Linked DNA regions of Gossypium hirsutum: region 1 is linked to region 2. A link is a contact called in public Hi-C data. All regions are on one chromosome and are shown on one strand. The core of a region is the stretch at or near the end of the contact, and the rest is flanking DNA. Distances in the headings are between cores, read along the strand shown. Region 1 has its middle 26 kb from the start of LOC107932580. Region 2 has its middle 23 kb from the start of LOC107921438.

The links. Hi-C and Micro-C count contacts between places; a contact is called where the count stands out from the background.
Region 1: a contact with region 2 is called in a Hi-C map of leaf, with 5 times the contacts expected there. The contact joins two enhancer-like sites. A contact is called at or near these places in 15 of 34 Hi-C or Micro-C datasets (callus, hypocotyl, leaf and 1 more).

What each region holds. Positions count from the first base shown.
Region 1 is chrA12:6,823,850-6,831,364 of Gossypium_hirsutum_v2.1, reverse strand. No RefSeq gene overlaps it. Among protein-coding and RNA genes, the nearest start is that of LOC107932580, 26 kb to the left of the region's middle. Within about 2 kb of position 4,089, at least 3 of the 9 cell types and tissues checked have an H3K27ac peak or open chromatin away from gene starts, as enhancers often do. A contact at or near this core is called in hypocotyl and leaf, where this site is marked.
Region 2 is chrA12:6,704,460-6,711,321 of Gossypium_hirsutum_v2.1, reverse strand. No RefSeq gene overlaps it. Among protein-coding and RNA genes, the nearest start is that of LOC107921438, 23 kb to the right of the region's middle. Within about 2 kb of position 2,306, at least 5 of the 9 cell types and tissues checked have an H3K27ac peak or open chromatin away from gene starts, as enhancers often do. A contact at or near this core is called in hypocotyl and leaf, where this site is marked.

The DNA.
Region 1 (7,515 bases), core at 2,840-5,339, 120 kb before region 2:
AACGTTGTTTTAATAAACCAAAATGCTTTATTAAAATGATTGATCACGAGGTGACCCGATCACACCTAAACAAAAAGGATTGGTGGCGACTCCATAATTCGTTTTTAAAGTCGATCCCCGTTTTTCCAAACTTAAAAAAATAGTTTCGACAGTATTTTATATAAAAAAAACTAATTATTTCTAAGTAATTTAATGGGTAAAAATTTTTAGGTTTGAAGAAAAAAAATTACTTTTATTATATATTTATGTACTTTCTATTTAATTGATTATTTTTTATTTTTAATAATAAAATAATGGAACTTCAATTATATGTTAGTGTTATAAAATTAAATTATATTTTTTATAAATTTATTTTTTTCAATTAAAATTAATATTTAATTAAATTATATATTTAACTCTAAAAATAATTTAAATCATTTTATGTAAAATTAACTAGTTATTATTAAGTAGGTTGAATAACAAGTTAATTAAAATAAAAATGTAAAAAACATTTCAAGATTAATATTATAAATAAATATTTAATATACATCTACATAAAAATTCGTAAATAATAAAAAAGTAAAAGAGATGATAAAAGAAAATATAATTATCATTGTTAGTTGACTATAAGGTTTTGAGTTATGAGTGCTCAGGTCTGAGATCCATCATGTGCAATTAAAATATGTGGGTCTTTGAGTTTTACCATGAACTGCTATTATGTATGAGTTTAAGTTCATTAATTAGTCTCTAGTTTGGATTGATTTAGTTCTTAGTTTGTGTTGTAATAATTTAATTTTTTGGTCTCATTCTTAGTTAGTTTATATTATAATAGTTTGATTCTACACCAAATGATTATTAGGACATGTATTGTACTTGTATTTTGATTGTTCTGAACTTGTAAGCTTTCATATATATATATATATTTGAAGTGTTAATGTAGAGATTTTCTAGACAAAACTTTGTGGCTGTTGGTATACCAGATAATCTTAGGATGTGATCATGCACTTTGTAACTTTGGTTTCAATGCAAATTTTATGGACGATTGAGAACTTTCAACTTATGCAAAGAATTCGATAAGGGGATCTTTTGTCTCCATATTTATGTGTTGTGCAAGAAACAATTAGCTTAATCTATACTTATGGAGGTTGAAGGGGGCATTTGGAAACCAATAAAGTTAGTTAGGAATGGGTCGAGAATTTCTCATTTTTTCTTCACTAATGATTTGGTGCTTTTTGCTTGGAATTGGGAGGTGAGAGTTCAACATGTATACAGAGAAGGAAATAAGGTGGTAGTAAGGAAATAAGGTGGTAGTGTATGGCAACATTGGCCAGAGGAAAGGGGAGGGGAATGCAACTGCATCGAGCACCACTAGTAAAGGCAATGGGACTGTTACAAGCTGATGAAAGACAATGCCGGGTTGAAGCAACTAGATTGTAAACTGGTCGTTCTTCTCCTTTTAAAAAAAAAATTATATTTGATAAAAAAATTTATTATGCGACTTATAAATATTCTTAAATTTTGTTAAACATAATTTAAACCATTAACCTTCATAATTAAATTAACCTTAACAAAGGGTTATATAGCAATTAGTTGACCTTTATTTAATTCACATATCGCATTTTGATAGCTATAAATGTAAGAAGTCAATAAAAAAAATTACAATTTTGAAGTGAAGTGTACTTAAGATGTGAGTCAAATTCAGAAAAGAAATCTCGTATGTTGGTCTAATAGTAGTGTTCATCACTTCAGGTGTGGTCTAAGTTCGAATTGCGCTAATATAATTGTTATTAAAATTTTACTCTTCTCTTATAATTTATCAAAAAGAAATTGAAAAAAAAAATAGCGGTTGAAGCCAAGGAGGTGGGCAGCAGAATGTGTGTGATGTTGTTGTCCAACTTCTTTCACTCAAAAACATTCCTCTCTCTGACTCAAAGGAATGATTACATACTATTATAAAAAGAAAAAAGAAAAATGGAATGGTTACATATCATCCACCAATCACAGTTTTCTCCTCTGCTCCGCAACGCTTTCCAAGCCTTTGTTTCAATATTACTTGTTCAAATCAACACGCTCGTTAGTTTGTCCAACATGCACCTCTTTTCTTGATGTTCTTGAATATTGTAAATAAATAGGTCCAGTTTCCCAGTGCTATATTTAGGGTCCAACCAACGATTTAAAAACAGCAGCTACACCAAGGCCCAACCCTAAGCCCTCTTGTTTACTAGACTAACCCAAGATGGCAAGCACTTTTTAGTGTCATTGGTGGCTTTGGCACAATAATGATGGTGAAATGAAACTTCATCATTAATTATGACCCCCAAACAAATTAATGTAAGCGGCATCCACTGCTTCAAAGTTCAGAAACAGCACTAGTTCTGGTTTCAACTTATAAGACCGCAACCCAACCATCATTTACCAATATTTTGAGATCCTCTTTTTCTTGTCAAATTCAAGACCTTAGTGAATGAAAATCTGGTGACAGATCTTGTCAGGTTCCCATCAAAGTTTCCAACACCAATCCTGAAATTTAGCAATCATGTTGATGTTATTACTTTATATCCCATTTACCAACATTAGCTAATAATTTCATATGCAAAGTCTATTGCACCATAATGACATAAAAATCCCTCCGGAAAGGAATAGCAAAACTAATGATTTGGGACTTTTTTTCATTTGGCTGGTTCGGAGTTGTTAAAAGTAAGATGAGTTGGACTTGTTAATCATAGAAAAATTGAAGAGTATCAGAGTTAAAGCATTTTCCGATGCATGTTAACCATTTTTTTTACATGAATTTCAGAAGATCACTTGATCCACAAATGTAAAACTAGTGTTCTTTCAAGTATTTGTAGAAATACAATCATAATTACAAATTTAATATATATGTATATAATTAAGATCAACATTATAAATTATAATTATATTAATAATTTTATTATTACTTGGTTTCTTTGAAAGAGTCAAAATAAATTTATCTTAGCTGGAATGAGTAACAACAGTCATGCTCTCTTAGCTTCAGTTGGAGCTTGGACAAGGTCTATATATATATATATTAAAAGAGTGTTTAGAAATTAGGTTTATAACTAAGGGTTGGTGGCAATTTCTTATTCATGGATGGGTTAAAATGGACGTCGATAGCTTGGTATCAAAATCTAGACCAAGAGCAACCATAGGTGGAGTGGTGAGAAGGCCGAATGGAAGTTGGATGGGGGTTTTGAAATTGTGATAGGATTGTCAAACATTTTTCAAATTCAAGCTCGAGCATTAATTGAAGGTTTAAAGTATGCTTGGGCATAGGGGTACCGTCAAGTGGAGATTGAGAGTGATAATTCTTTGTTGATTGTCATTATACAAAATGAGTTAGCAGCAAACAACAGTTACAACAAAGTTAGGCTTATCCAAGGCAAGTGTTTTAAGGATTAGAAAGTGAAATTTTGATGAATCTTGAGAGAAAGCAACAAGGTGGTAGATTGTATCACTAAAGAGGCTCGAGGCGAAATAGAACAATTGATTATTCATAAGGAACCACCGGGTATTGTGAAAGACTTATTGGATGATGATATTCATCGTGTATGTGTCAATTTCTTGAGGGAGATTAGTACTGATGTAATTTTAGCTCAAGGCTATAGCATTTTATTTACGAAAAAAATATAAAATTGAGATTGAAAATTTACACATAATTTACAAAGGAAGAAACTCGAATATAGAATTTCAAAACTTTTAGAGTTGTAACATCGTGGTCAAGACAAAACAATTATTTTTTTACTAAATAATAATAATTGGATTTTACACAAGTGGTAAAGATGTTAGAGATAATTGGGAATCAAATTTGTATTAATTTGAGTGAAACAATTTGAAAGAAATAAAAAGAAAAAAACCATGTAGTTGGTATTTTGAACTAATTAAATAGCGTTAAGGAGCAAACTTATGAATAAACTAAGGGGTGGATTTATTGCAATTTCAATAGAATGGGGGCATGGTCTAAATACAAGGAATTAGCCTTTTGTTCATCTCCTGAATTAGCAGTTAGGAATCTAGGCAGCAGTGGTACTGCCCCAGGCCCTTTTAGCTTTGTGCCCAAAATGACCAATATTTGGCATGAATTTGAAAGGTGGGAAACTTCAACCTACCAAATGATGGGCTTCCTTCTAGAACCCTGGTTCGTTAGTTGTATGGGCAGCCCTACCATATTTATTCCTTTTAGTAGCAAAAGGTTGTTTAGAGAAAGGGAATGAATTAGGTAAATGTACTTATTAGATTCACCAACCGCAATTTAAATCAACAGTCAATGAGATTCATTTGCCAAGAATTTTAAGGTTTTACTGCTTATAAAACCATGAAAAGGAAGAATTGTTTGGTGGATTTACCATGTAAGTACCAAAACAAGAGAAGGTGAATTACATTTACAGGTCCCACCTCTTCTCTGTTTGCATAGATTTAGGAAGATAATGTTGGGCAGGTAGGGAGATTTATGTGGAAATTTAACATGGGGGCACAGTTCTGTGAGAGGAGGGCCCAATAAATTTAATTCAAAAAAAAAAAAAAAAAAGAAATCAACTTTTTTGGGGTAAATTTATAAATAGTCACCCAATTATTATTGTATTTTTGTTTTCACCATCAGGGTTTTTTTTTCTTTTAGTTATTGGTGGTATTAAAATTTAATATTTTGATCACTCTTTCATTAAATTACTAAGAGAATGTCTATGTGACTTTTTTATTGGCATAATAACAAATTTAGCCTTCTAATATTTATAGATTCTATTAATTTGATTCTAATTCTAAAAATTTCAACAAATTTTATCCTTAATTTTATACATTCTAGTAATTTAATATTGATTCTTAAAAGATAAAAAATAAAATTTTTAAACTTTAAAAATATAAAAAATATTTAACAATTCATTTTTCGATAAAAATACATAAGATTTATAAAAAAAAACACATAGAATTATAAATAAATGAATATCTATTATTTTCTAACATGAAATTTATTTATTAAAACAATAATTTTATAAATAAATTAATTTTTTAAAAATCCACAATCTTTTTCATTTTTTAGTTTTATTTATTATACATCCAGCCTTGTTCTTTAGTCCTCACAAAATTTATTGACTAAGGGGTCCACTTTCACCCACAATCACCAACACTAATAACTCTTACTCCGAACTCTTTGATTTCCACATCCATTGTTGTCGTGCCATAGAACTAGGAATTTGTTGTAGAGCTACTAACATAACACAACCTCATCCTCATTCATATATTCCCAATCATACTTGCCCTCAAGTAGAATCTCAAAGGCAACAAACTATTTTGGGAAACAATCTAAAGACATTGATTTTTATCCTTTTCAATCTTAGTTTGTAGTTTTTGACCCAATCTGAATATAATGGTGGTTAATGTTGAAAGAAAAGGGAAAAATTGACTATGCCTAAGTCTTCTTCATAATTTTTCTCCCTTAAATTATTTTATTTATATAATAATTATTTTAATAAATAAATGTGATGTTAGAAAGTGAGAAAAGTAGATAATTATTTATAATTATTTTATAATTTTATGTATTTTCATGGAAAAATAAACTTTTAGATAATTTTTAATTTTTAAAATTTAAGAATCATGATTAAATTGACAGAATGTAAACCCTATATGATGGTTTGATGGTCAAAAGTGTTTACTGCCTCAAGTGTGGCTTCGACTAGAGTCGTGTTAATCGCGTTTGTTATGCAGCTTTACTCTATTATTATAATTCACTAAAAAAATTAACCGAATGTATAAATGTGAGATCTAAATTTATTATTTTATCAATAGAAAAAAGGCACGCCAACATTCCGATGAAAATATTAAAATTTGATAATGAAGAATTTTAAATATGTTAATAGTTGGATGAGAATTTATAAAAATTAAAAGCTGATGGGAAATGAGATGGTTATAATGCAGACATAAGTCGTTGTTGAGAAGAAAGAGTTTGATTGGCCATTGAGATCCATCCATGGCATTGGCCCATACCCATCTGACCTAACCATTTCAAGTTTGAACTGTACACCTCTCAGCCACATACTTTTTATTTATATCTTATCCCCTTTCTCTCTCTCTCTCTCTCTCTCTCTCTCTCTCATCATTATTTCGGAACTCTTTTCCCCACCACCTACGCTTTTGCTACCTATCTCTACCATAACATGCCCCCACCCTTTCTTTCTTTATTTTTGCCCTAATTGTCAAACAGTACAATTTCACCCTTGGCCACTAACAATCTTCAAATGATTTGCTAATTTGTTGGTTTTAACTAAAACTATGAGAAAAAATTAAAAATTTCAACCAAGTCTTTGTTTGTATTAGCAAAAGCAGAAGCCCATATTTGAATTAAATGTTTTTTTATGGCAAAATTGATTTGAGTCATCACGTTTTCAAATGAAACGTGTAAAGAAATTAATTTTAGGAGGGGAACAAAATGCATGCACCTCTGCCCTCTGCATTATTAATATCACAACTTTTTATTTTGACTAACTCTTAAATACACCAAGCTATTACTTTCTATCATATTTTGACCAAAGATAATCCTAGGACATTGAAAATTTTGGTTCAATTCCAATTTGTGATTAACTTTATAAGTTGTATCAATTTTCTAAAAAAAAAAAAAACCCAAGGTGGAAAAGGTTAGAACTATCAACTATCCATTGAGTTGCGCTGTAATCTGATTTTATAAAAAGAGAAAGAAATCTTCTGAAAAAAACTTGAATTTACTATTTATTAATATTAAAAATTTCAAATTAATTTTATTAATATTTATACGAACTCCATCGGAAGCTTACAGGGCGGAGAAAGAGGGATTAGGAGTAGGACCCACAAGTGGTGTGCGAAGAGTGGGTCCCTATCGCCGCAACGGTGCACATGAGCCTACGTCCGATGCCTTTTCCCAACTCCAACTACCACCCCAAAAGGGAGGAGTTGGTACCCTGTGGGACACACACACAATACCTTTTCCTTTTCTTTCCATTTCACTCCCATCTTTTCCCCCTAATTACAAACCTACCATTCCATTCTCACTTTTTTTAAATTATTAATTACTAGTAATTCTATTTCATGCACGTCGGTATACAAAATAAATTGAAAATAACATTAAACAAACAATGAAATATATAATCTAAAATTAATAATAATAACATAGCATGTTATGGTTTTGTACTTCAATTATTTTTTAACTCGAATTATCATTTTTCTTAGCATGTAAAAATATTATCATATTAGGAAGTATTGTTTAATATGTTATTAAATGTTAAAATATTATTATATTGGTGATAGAAAAATTTGACATTAAAATAGAGTCATAAAAAATTTATGTAATAATTAAATTATAGGTTGATAAATATTTCTTTAAAAATAGACATATAACCATTTATTTGTAAAGTAAATAAAAATTTTATCATCCATACATCAAAAAGTTAATTAAACGATAATTGGAAATTGAAGCATAAAAATGTTCTAAGATGATTTGATCTTGTGATTGACACTCTTTGGATGATTATTTTTCTTTAAAAAAATAATCAT
Region 2 (6,862 bases), core at 1,057-3,556:
CGATGCAGTAAAAGTGATGCTCTTTTTGGGGTGACAACGATTTTCGTTATTAAACAACTCATTAATAAATAGAACTGTCGCCGCACCAACCCAAGTTTAACCTTTATTGTGCCGAAACATCCGCTCACTGCTTGAGAATCCTCTTGTATTCACCTCAGTGTCAGCCTTCAGATAAGAAAGAAAGTTAAAGATACCGACTACTTATGATTACACTGGAAAGCCCTTCGTTTTTCCCTATGATTATGACCTCAACTTATGTATGATATATATAAGGTATCATTTGCGGGTATCCAAAAAGCTTGAACTCATGACCACATAACGACCATCAATTGGACCTTGGTTATACTCGAACCTGTGACTCCATTACGGCTGCTGATTGGGACCTTCACTTAGACTTCGACCTCTAACCGTATCAAGCATTATCACCTCGAAAGCTAACTTTCATAATATGAGTTTCTGAGGTGATAATCCTATCCCGACATGATATATGAAACGTATGTATTCTGAGACGTGTTATCGCATACCCAACCCCTCAAATCTACCTATAAACTTTCACGATTTCACTTTTAAAACCCTAAACCCTAATTACTAATAAAACCCTAATCCTAACTCTAACCCTAACCCTAAGCCTAAACCTAAAAAAATTAAAAAAGAGTCTAAAGAGAGATATTGAAAGCGCGTCCAATTAGGCGCAATTTCACTCAATCTCTTCAAAATTGACTTATTTCTTTAAATTAAAAAAAACCTATTTAGTAAATTAAAAAAACAAAATTAGCATATATGCACAATTTAGCATTGATAAACCTGCGTATACCCTACCCTACATGCATTAATTGTTTGGTGCCTCACTTGTTTCAATCAGACGGCGCTTATCATCATCACAATCAGTTAGGTTGTTGGCTCTTTTAGCAATTCTTTTTAAATACATAGATTAAAGGCCTAAGAACGGATCTACCAAAATCAACAACTGAAGTGAAACACTGTCATCCTTAATTCATTCACGCACTCATCATTAAAAGCTCAAATTTAACAAATGTCAAGTATGAAACTTCAGCATCTATATTTATTCTTATTTATCAGATTAAAGTTTCATTTTTGTAGTTATAAAGATTGGGATTTTATAATTACATGATTGGTTACTTGCGATCCTAAATGTGGGTTAAGGTTGCAATAATTGGAGTGGGCTGACAAGCAAGCCAGCGCAGCAGCACCTGGATGTCATGTGCTTGGGTGGAGGAAAAAAAAGAGAGCTGTCCTAAATAGATAGATGGAGAAGCTGAAGATGACATTACCTACCTACCAACCTACCTCTTAAATCTTTTGGCTGCATGTGGGACTGCTTTAACCTTAGCGGAAGGTCAGTTTCAGACATCCAAATCCCCCTCCTCTCTCCTCGACACAAACTCACCTTACCTGACCTCAAATATTCTTATCATTTATTTCTGGTATGCATTATCCATGGGGCACTTGATTCGGATCCTTGTTTTAAAAGTTTTTGTTCCTACGGGCGTCAAAATAAAGTGTCTGTAACATACATGTCATGGGACTGTAGATCCATGTGCTTATTATTTTCTTCCAACTCTTGAATTTTCATCGTCTACGGATATTACCAATATGTTTCGATCTGTAAGAGGGGATATCATGTTAGAGAAAGCTAGTGAGACGATCAGACCAAGGTCGACTATTTGATTAGAGAATAATGCATGTTTTGTTCTAGAGAGACCAAGTAACCTTAGCTTAGGTACCTCATAAAAGTAGCTGCGAATAACTGGATCACCACGGCAGCAGCCCCAGAGACCTGTGCCACTATTACAATTAGAATAGGTAGGGCCAACAAGTTCAAAACGTTCCTTACGTTATTCTGCATAATCACTAAAGAAACCATTGCATCCTCATCCTGTCTACCATGCATCAGACAAAAGATTGGCCAAACTTGTAAGAAAAATCACACGAAAAAAGATGAAGTTCAAAGGAAATAGAATGATAATAAATCAATGATAGCTTAATTGAAGATAACATCATGAGAGAAAAATAGATGACGCCAACCAACAACTTCAATCAATTTAACCATGTACCAATCTAGGAGTTAGGTATTTACTAGTCTAGGAATCATAGCAGAATAGATTTATTTGCACAATGCTTCGGTCCAAGATTGATTAAATCAGCTAAAGATTGGTTGGCATTAGACAATGTTTTCAGCCGAATAGATTATGATCATACATAAGCACCATATAGACTCAACAAAGTACTGATTTAGAAGCAGCATAGGCTGGTGTCACGGTCACCCAAAGGTGTGGAGCAAGCCACCCTAAGTACAGGTGGAGGCCCTAAGGTGCGAATGGTGGCCAACAAGGGCCTAGGGAGGCCCCCTTAGCTGCAACAGGCCCAAAAAAGTGCACATGTGAGAAGAATGGGTCTGGGGTACCAAAAATCCGGAAGCCCAAGGAAGAGATCCAAACCTTGTGGAATAAAGTAGAACCTTTTGAAAGAGTTGTATAAAATATTCTAAAAATAAGTTCTTGATTATCTATTGTATTTGATCGTGACCGTTGGATCAAAGGGGTTTGGCATATATAAAGGAAGGCACCCCTCCATTTATAACATAAGTTAACTTATTGAGTAATAACAATTCCAGATTATCCCAACTCCCTTTTGTTCTCATTTGATGTGGGTGTGCTTCTCTAGGCCTAGAGCTTTGTTAAGGGACTCTCCGAAGCAAGGATCGAAGGTTGACTTAGGCATTGTTGGTGAAAGACTAGTGCCTAAGGTTGCATATTGGCAGAGTTAGAGTCTCGACCTATGACAAATGATATCAGAGTTAGCAGTTAGCTCTTGTGGTGAGTGAGAGATGACTACAAATCAGATAAGAGGAGCAAGCAAGGGGAAAGGGTGGTGGAGACTCGAGTGACAATGAAGAGCAAGAAAGGAGGCTCATGAGGGAGCTCAAAGGACTTTGTGGCGATCATGGAGACCTGAATGATCGATGTTGAGTCCGTAGTGAGTGATGTCCCAACTTGACTGGAGGACATTAAGGATTCCCTTGATGAGTTAAAGTCCGACATAGCGAAGTCCTAGGAGGAGATGAAGGTGTAGTTAAGAGAGGAGCTGCAAGGGGCTATGAAGGAGGCCTTAGGAGACCTTACCGGAAGGAATGAGGCCCTTGTAGTGTAACCTGTTAAGAGAGGAGCTGGAGGTGCAACTAAGAGAGGAGCTGCAAGGGGATATGTGGCGCATCATTTTGCCAGACCAAGGACCAATCCGCACTACCATCAAGACATTTAAACACTGTAATCTATTTAAAAGTTGCAGAAGCGGATCGGAGGACCACATTCACATTAACCTATCTTTCGAAGCACTATAAGAGGGTAGAAAAACACCAACTATCCGAGCGGCGATATGATGAGTGAGCACTTGTTCAAGCGTTTCCCACGACCACTCACCTTCACAGGTAACCGGGTGCCGAACCAGAGTGCTGTCTTCTAAAGGAGCACCACAGTATAGAACTGCTTCAGCGGGCCAACATCGTCAAGCCACGAATCATTCCACAAGTTGAGCAAACGTCCATTACCTATCGACCACTTAATGCCCGTAATACCCCCCCCCCAAAAAAAAAAAATTGTGTGAAATTGATCACCAAACATACTAACAACTGCTCCTCGCGATCGACAATGGGCAAATTCCTTGGACATTATTCTTAGCCCGTAAAACCTGAACCAACAGAACATTAATATTAGTAACAATGCCAAAGCCTAGCTTAAGCGAAGATACCTTGGTCTAGTCACCCATATGCTGTATCCCCAAACCTCCAGTCTCAAGAGGCGCATAACATCTATACCAGCTCACCAACGCAGGCTTACACGAAAGAATTCCTGAGCCCAAATAAAATGCCGCACTAGTCTCTCAATTTCATTACAAACTGACGTAGGAATTTAAGCTGTATTCATGAAATAATTGGGTATAGCATGTAAAACCTATTCGGTCAAGGTGATTCTTCCTACCATGGATTACCGCTTATCATTCCAGCCAGTCAGCTTTCTACGAATCTTATCAACTATAAAATGAAAGGTTTCAGTTGAAACTCGTCGATTAAAAACTGGCATTCCCAAATATCGAACCAAGTCAACCACCCAGAGAAACCCAAACTCCAACTTGGGGTCAATATTCTACAATATATAAATAATTAAAAAAACTTAAGACGGTTTAGTAAAATCATAAAAAAATTAGAATATATTCATAAAAATAAAAATGGATACTTTTAGACAATTTAAAAATTCAGTATAAGATAAAAAGTTCAAAAAATATATATTTAAAAAATTTTGAAATTAAAATTTGACTAGCATTGATTGAAGTTGACTGGAGTTGGCTAAAAATTTTTTTGTAGCTGACTATAATTTAAGTATATTTTTGGCAAAAACAAAAATTGATATAAATGTAAAATATAAGTATGGCTAAGAGCCAGCTTTATACTTAAAACATAATTTTAAAAATAAGACTCTAATCTCCGGAATATGAAATGCCTTATGGATGAAATTTTTATTTTTATTATGTTAAGTTGTTTTATGTAATATTATTGGAAGATTCATGTTAAACCTCTTATTTTTTTGCTTTTCTATCTTTGAGAATCTCCATATCAAGTATTTTATTTGTTGGTCTCAGATCTTTCATCTCAAATTCTTCACTTAGTTGGGCTTTGATCTTTTTTATCTCTCATTTATCTTTCGCTGTTATTAACATGCCATCAACATAAAGGAGTATATACACAAAAGAACCATCATTGTTTTTCTTAAAGTAAACACAACTGTCAAAGCTACTTCTAACTGCTCAAACTCCAAATTATAAATGGCTAAAATATCGAGCAAAGCTCGAATCAAACTATGCTTCACAACTAGGGAGAACACATCTGTGAAGTCCACACCTAGAATTTGACTATAACCCTTTACAACAAGCCTTACTTTATATCTGGGTTCTTCAACTCCCGGAGTCCCTTCTTTCTTTTGAAACACCCATTTACAACGAACAACATTTTTTCCTTTAGGAAGCTTCACAAGATCCAATGCTCTATTTTTGTGGAGTGATTTCATCTCTTCTTACATAGCAAACATCCACTTTTCTGAGTCTTCACAGCTAACCGCCTTAGAATAATTAGATGGCTCTTGGTTTGCATCTATATCTTCAGCCATATTTAAAGCACAAGCAACTAGATCAGCCTCAACATACTTCTTTGGACGTTTAATCTCTCTTTTAGTTCTGTTTTTGGCAATAGAGTATTGTGGTGAAGAAGCAACTCTATTCTGAATTTTTGTACTGACTTAAGGAGTCGATTCTATTGTAGATTTTGGATTAAGCTAATGCTTCAACTGCTTTTTTTGTTCTTTATTGGAAGAGTCTTTAAGAGATAATTTAGGTAACATAGTAGTTTTATCAAAAACAAGATCTCTACTAATCACAACTTTTCTATTTTCAGGACACCATAACTTATTCCATTTTACACCAACTTTATAACCAAGAAAAACACATTTAATGGATCTCGATTCTAATTTTCCATTATCAACAAGAGCATACGCAGGACACCAAAAATTTTTTAAATCAAAATAATTAGCAGGATTACCAGACCATACCTCTTGTGGAGTCTTTTTCTCAATGGTATGGATAGAGATTGGTTGATCAAAAAACATGCAGTAGAGGCTGTTTCAGCCCAAAACGACTTTGGTAAGTTAGCATTAGACAACGTACATCGAACCTTCTCCATGATCGTTTTGTTTATTCGTTTCTGCAATGCCATTTTGTTGTGGAGTATGACGAACTATCAAGTGTCTCACGATCCCTTCTGACTTGCATAGTTTATTAAACTCATCAGAATAGAACTCTAAGCCATTTTCTATCCGGAGGTGTTTTGTTTGTTTTCCTGTTTGTTTTTCAATCATAGTTTTCCAAGACTTGAATGCGGAAAATACATTATTTTTCTGCTTCAGAAAGAATGCCCAAACTTTTCTGGAAAAATCATCAATAAAAGTTAGCATATAATTAACTCCACCTCTCGAAGGCACTCTAGATGGCCCCCACAGATCATTGATGGTCGCTAAACTAACTAAAAATTCGACTTAAGGCAAGCGCACCTATCGAACAGTAGTATAGTTATGGTGAGACCGGAAATATCGTATCCACGAGGACTAAAAGTACTAGTAATTACTATCTTTTTATTATCTAGCCTAAAAATTAAGAGAATGTTTACCTAAAACTAATTAGCTAATTAGCTAAGATTACGACAGAGATCAAGGTTGGAAAATACTTTTGAAAAACCGATTGAGAAGACAATACCCAAGAAAGAATCCACCTAGACTTCACTTATTACCTTTGAATTAGACGATTTATTCACTTGACTTATTCTGTAAAAATCCCTAATTTATGTTAATATCCCTTTCGAGACTAAAAACAATTAACTCTAGGTTGATTAATTGAAATCTTTTTCTAATTAAAACCTCTATAGTCGCATTAACTCGATCTATGGATTCCCTTATTAGATTTGACTCTAATCCGGCAGATTTATGTCGTCTTATCTCTAGGATTGCATGTAATTTAACAGGGACTTTTCCTCCACTGAATAAGCACATCAAAAACCTGAATTAATATCTTAGAATATTAAAGCAATGATTAAAACTCACAATTAAGAATAAGACAAATATTTATTATATAAATCAAAAAGTAATAAGATTCGTCTTAGGTTTCATCTCTCTTAAGTATTTAGGGAGTTTAGTTCATGATAATAATGGAAAACATCTCAAAGTATGGAAAACAACAAAACATAAAGAAACCCAAAGAACTTCTAGGAAATTGGATGGAAATCTTCAGTCTTGATGTAAAT